Regions from separate parts of the Arachis hypogaea genome. Here region 1 is linked to region 2. A link is a contact called in public Hi-C data. All regions are on one chromosome and are shown on one strand. Each heading gives the region's core, a stretch centred on a gene start, on an enhancer-like site or on the middle of the called end of the contact. The rest is flanking DNA. Distances are from core to core; before and after follow the strand shown.

Evidence for each region. A called contact is a pair of places that touch in the nucleus more often than the background predicts.
Region 1: a contact with region 2 is called in a Hi-C map of leaf, with 3 times the contacts expected there. The contact joins the promoter of LOC112779636 here to the promoter of LOC112775674 in region 2. A contact is called at or near these places in 2 of 8 Hi-C or Micro-C datasets (both in leaf).

The regions. Positions count from the first base shown.
Region 1 is chr19:148,170,823-148,173,947 of arahy.Tifrunner.gnm2.J5K5, forward strand. It overlaps LOC112779636 (protein IQ-DOMAIN 3), which reads left to right and starts at 1,835. Exons shown (of 6, transcript XM_025823968.3): 1 at 1,835-1,965; 2 at 2,506-2,589; 3 at 2,678-3,037. The coding sequence starts at 2,521.
Region 2 is chr19:148,040,709-148,043,859 of arahy.Tifrunner.gnm2.J5K5, forward strand. LOC112775674 (elongation factor 1-alpha) reads right to left here and starts at 1,633. Exons shown (of 3, transcript XM_025819478.3): 1 at 1,368-1,633; 2 at 263-740; 3 at 1-178. The coding sequence starts at 724.

The DNA of each region.
Region 1 (3,125 bases), core at 585-3,084, 130 kb after region 2:
GTTAAAACTTAAAAAATGAATATGATTTGAGCTTATTTTTCTATTATTTATTTATTTTTTAATTTCTACTATCCCCTTGTAATCCCTTTTAACAAATACTATTAATTAAGTATATATTGTGACGAGTTTTTTTCTTTCTATTCTTTTTTCGATTTGGTGAATAATTTAATTTGTTGATTGTTGTATAAATTTATAACCATTTTAAATAATTTTTAACTACACTACATTATTTATTTTACAAAATTAAGAATTTATCTTTAAAAAAAAGACACGTGCTTCAAACTTCAAATTAATTAAAGAGAATGGCTAGCCTAATAAGCATAGTAGCTAGAATCTCGATTTAACTCTTAAAATCTTTCGATATTACGATTTTAAATGAGTTTATCGATTTTACGAAATTTGTACTATGTCTGACGATTTTACAATTTAAATCTTGTTAAGATTTTACGTTTTACGTTTTTTATTTACTTGTTCGATTTCACGTAAAATCTCAATTTTCTCTACCTTGCTAATAAGTGGCCAAATTTGATAACAATATTAAAATATTAATTATCTACACGTATATATAAGCCAAAAATCAAGGTAGCCGAGGGAAGGGTAGATAGCATTTGTTTGTTGGAAAAAAGATATATATATAAATAGTGATTGCTTAAAAGTATCTTTATATAAAAATTATATATAACAGAAAATTGTTAAATAATTTAATATATTTAATTCAAATAATTAAATTAATATATGTTATGATGAATGATACCGGGCAACAAAATGCTTAAACTATACTGATCAATTTGCAGGTTTATGCATATGATTTTCAGAAGTGACATTTGAGCAAGATGTTCATTATATTTAGTTTATGGATACATCATATACGTATACATATATTTATACCTGTGTTGTCGTGTGTGAATACGTTATGTATAATTGTAAATGTCCATGAGATTTGACTATTATTTTCATATTACTTTTATTAGAATACTTGCAAATTATTTTCCAGCTTATACTCTTTTAGATCAATGACCCATTATAATTTTTCCCTTAATATATTATGCTGTTATCATGATCAAAACACTGTTCTGGCCGTCTAAATTTTGATCCATTAAAGACTTTACTTTTGGTGAAATAATATTATAAAATTAAAGTGATTTCCATTGACATTTAAGAAAAACGTTTTTATTTGTCTAAACTTTAAATGCTTAACCAAAAAACTTCACCCACTATTTTTTTTTAAATATTTCTGTTGACTAGTCCATCTATATTTTAAAAATTAATTTTGATACAATATATGTTCTAATTAGTTAATTTTGATACTATTATTTTAATAAATTTAATTTCAATATACTAATAATATAAAATAATTTTATATGTATATCCAATTATAAAATATCATCTACACTTTACATTGATTATATATAAATAATTATCTAAAAAAAATATAAATTGGACAATATAAAATATTTTACACTGTCTACATATAAAATTTAAATTCTTATTTTATAACATTGTCTTCTAATTATATGTTCTAATTAGTTAATTAGATATAACAAGTCTTTAACAAAGATTAGGCTGAGTTGCAAACAATGTCTGTTAGATTTTCTAAGTAACTGGTTTTGAAAAGAAGCCAAAGTTGTACGAACCAAGAAAATGACAACTTAGGAAACTGTTAATTTAGTTACATTATGATTTTCTGTCCATCTGTTTTGGAAGAATCTGTTAACTTTTATTATTTAAAATTGAGAAAATAATCAAGGTTAAAATTAGTAGTCACAATTGGGCACAATGGGATCCTAACACCAAATCCTGGCTTGTAATTATTCGTGTTTATTAACGTAAAATAGGTTTCTTTCTTCCATTTGTTGAAACTTTCTTTCTTTCTCTCTTTTTCCTTTCTTTCCTTCCCTCCCTTTTTGTCCTTTCTTTATCTTCACCTTCATTTTGCAGAGACATCTCTCTGATTCTCATGCAAAGGTGTGTTCTTTTTCCATCTATACCTTCAATTTAGTTTCAAGGTTTTTCCATTGGATTATTATATGCTATGTGGGTTCTTAATTCCCCATTTATTTGTTCATTGTGTTATTATTTTTGTTATGATTATTATTACTTCCAAAATTTGCTTCATTGCTTTGGTTTTATTGTTCAAAATTGGAAATTTTGACCTGGGTTTGATGGCTTTTTGAAATCTGTTATCTGGGTTCCTCCCACATTTCATATTTGTTCATTGAATTACTGAAATGGATGAATGCATGTCATCGGTTGTTCTTCTTTCATAATTTGTTTCCATTTTCTAATCATATTTCTGTTTCCTTATAACATTTTTGCTTGGAATTGAATTCAATCTGCATTAGATTTTATTTGGTAAGTATTACATGGTTTTGTAACGTGGTTGAATTTAATTACTTTCAACACAAGCTTCTTTTTCCGAATTCGCTTTGGTTTCCTTTAATTGATTGAACTTGGTCCTTTCTATGTTAATCAAAATATGATTTTTCCTTCTGCATTTTCTTAAAGTTAAAGGAATTGGAGATGGGGAGGAAAGGGAGTTGGTTCTCTGCTGTGAAGAAAGTTTTTGGTTCTGAAAACAAAAAGGACCAGGTTTGAATAATCTCTTCATCTTGTTTGGAAATCAAAGGAAGGTTCTAGTTTCTCAATTCTCATTGAAACCGTTTTGTCTTTGTTTCAGGAAAAGAACACAAAACCACAGAAAACCCATAGTCATGGCCATAGCCATAGCAATAGTAAGTCCAAATTAGGATGTTTTGGACACCATGATCACAATGAAGCCGGAAATGAAGCGCAGGGAATAGTAGTTGTTCCGGCGCTTCCGCGTAAGAAAGAACCAAAACAAGCAAGAGTGGCAGGTCAGAATGAGCCGAACCAGCAGGCTTTCTCTTTGGTCTTGGCTACTGCTGTCGCAGCAGGTGCTGCTGTCGCGGCCGCGGCTGAGGCTACTCGTCCCAAGACTGTGACGCCTCGTCGCCGTGAAAAACTGAAGGATGATGAAGCAGCAATCATGATTCAGACAGCCTTCCGCGGATATCTGGTATTGACTTGCATTGTTACCATCCTATTTGGATCATGTCGCATGAACAATTGATGAAGTTTGTTCATCAATTATTGGTTGAAGGGGA
Region 2 (3,151 bases), core at 383-2,882:
GTCCCTTGTACCAGTCGAGGTTTGTAGACCTCTCAATCATGTTGTCTCCCTCAAAACCAGAGATGGGAACAAATGCGATTTTGTCTGGGTTGTATCCGACCTTCTTCAAGTAGGATGAGACTTCCTTCACGATTTCATCATAACGGGCCTTGGAGTACTTGGGTGTGGTGGCATCCATCTATAGCACAGAAAAGCTAGCATTAGAAAATGAATAAGTAATCAGAAAAGGACAATCAACTCATATTCTGTTTAATCATCTCACCTTGTTGCAACAGCAAATCATCTGCTTGACACCAAGGGTGAAAGCAAGGAGAGCGTGCTCACGGGTCTGACCATCCTTCGAGATACCAGCTTCAAAACCACCAGTGGTGGAATCGATGATGAGAACAGCACAGTCGGCCTGGGAAGTTCCAGTAATCATGTTCTTGATGAAATCCCTGTGTCCGGGAGCATCAATGACAGTGCAGTAGTATTTGGTGGTCTCGAACTTCCACAAGGCAATATCGATGGTGATACCTCTTTCACGCTCGGCCTTGAGCTTGTCGAGCACCCAGGCATACTTGAAGGACCTCTTGTTCATCTCAGCAGCTTCCTTCTCGAATCTTTCGATCACACGCTTGTCAATACCTCCCAACTTGTAGATCAAGTGACCGGTGGTGGTCGACTTTCCTGAGTCGACGTGGCCAATGACCACAATGTTGATGTGAGTCTTCTCTTTACCCATGATTCCGAACAAAGATCTGCAAATAAAATAGATCCGTGAGATGTGTATTCGGAACAATCTTCAACACATGATAAACAAACCAAAACCAGAAAAAACCTAAACAAATCCTAATATGCTCTTTGAAATAACTTCAAACAAATTTAAGACCACGATATCTACACAATAATAGAAATAAAGCAGACACAGAAAGTTTCATCAGATCGGGCGAATAAAATAAGATCTCATAATTAGTTCTCTATAGATTTAAAAGATAGAAACATGTTATTCAAAGAAAACGCAACAGATCTATAGAGAGATAACCAGGAAAAAATCGAAACGTAAAATATAAATGATTTTTCAAAGGTGTTTCGCTACCGTTTTCAATTAAACAAGGTCATAAATCTAAGCCAATTCATTTAAAGCCTCAATATAAGTAAGACAGAAATCAAAATCCGTTAAAACAAAATAACTGAAGCTAAACAATACAAAAATAACAAAAAAAAATAGCGAAACATATAAATCAATTGAAAAATCATGATTTGTGAGAAAAAACATGAAACATGAAAACCGAGAATTGCCTATCGCATGCAGAATCACATCACATCACTGAAACAAGAATAGCGCAAATCAAAGAAGGTAAATAAGAGAGAACGAGAGATCGAACCTTGGAAGGGCTAGATGCGCGAAAAACCCTAGCCGCAAGTAAGAGAGAAGAGTGTATGGGAGCAAAGTGAGAATGAGTGATAAGGGTTAGAGGGATATATATAGTAGAACCTAATTTGGTACTTTGACGTAATTGCCCTCGAATTTGTGAAGTAGATTCCGTTTGTGTCCCCGTTGTTGTGCTTATCTGGCGCAGATTTGAACCCCAACGATGAGCCAAGATCTCGTTAGTTAAGTTACGAAGCGGCGGCACAAGTTTGAGACCTCTCGGTTTAAAGGGTCGACCCGACTCCTTATGGGCCTGTTTTAGGGTTGCTGAATTCGTTTAAATTAGTCGGTATATATTAGGGGTTTACAAGTTAGATGCATTTCAAGACCAAATTAAAAAAAAAAAAAATTAGATGCATTTCCTATACCTAAAAAAAGAAAAAGTTTAGATGCATTAATTTTTTATTCTAGTATTCCTAAATTCGATAGTTCAACCAATAATTTGTTGCAGATCAAAATTTTATTTGATGTACCGATGATCAATAAGTTTTTGTATATATAAAATGGATACAAACTCTGGACACATATTTAAATTTAGCGTTTGTTCTGGCGTTATTATTTTGATAAAAAAAAGATCTTTTTTCAATGAAAAAATATTTTTTTTATTTTTTAGCGTATTTGGTAAATTTCTAGTCGTAAAAATAAAAGTACTAGAAAAATTAAAAAAGAAACATCTTTTTTGAGAAGTTGTAATTTACATCTTTTTTTAAAAGATATTTTTCTCTTAAAAAAATATGTTTTTCATATAATAAATAAACATAAAAGTACTTTTATATTGTTATACCCAAACATAATTGATAGATAAAAGGATCTTTTTGTATGAGATATCCAAACATAAAATTACTTTTACTTTTTTCATAAGATCTTTTAAAAAAAGATAACTCGAAAAAAGATATTTTCTTAAAAGCTCACCCAAACAAATTCTTAGTTTAGTAAAAATTTTACTTTTTTAAAGTAGTTTATAAAAGTTAATTTTAAAAGATAATTTTGTTTAAAAATTATAGTATCTATGATTTGATAAATTAAATAAAAATAATTTTCAACAAGTACAAATACACAACAAATACGTCTGATAAAATAGTTTTTAAAATTTAAAAATACTATAATAGACATTAATATAAGAATTAAACTTAGGGCAATGTACTTATATAAAATAAAACAGAGAAAGATTTACTTGATTAAAACATTTGCAAACTGGTTACGTGCATGTCCTTTTTTATTATTATGTAATTCGTGGAGCTAACCACGGTTTCAAAATTATATGTAAACCATTACTACCTGGCACGGTTTACGTGTGAAAAAGATTGATCATAAACCGTTGCAGGCCACTACGGTTTATCAAGGAAGATAAATGTGCATAAAACCTTGTAAGCAGCAACGGTTTATGAAGGGTTTTGAATAGGCATAAACCCTTGTTAGCTGCCACGGTTTATGAGGAGAGAAATTCAATATATATGTGAGTGAGATTCAAGCTGCTGAAGAGATCATTATCACAATGGCAAGTGATGAAGAGAGTTTTCTTGTCTTAGTGCATTGCTCTGGGAAAATCAAAAGAAGCAAAAAATATGGTGTGAAGTTCACTGACAGAGAACCATTGAGTGTATTCATCAGTTCATCAAGCACTTTGTCAGATGTGAAGAACAGCATCTTGCAGAAGCTTGGGGTATTTGGGAGCAAGTGGGTGAAGAAGCTATTCTACAAGATTCTCATCGCAGTTGTCTCGACCGGTGTTAAGTA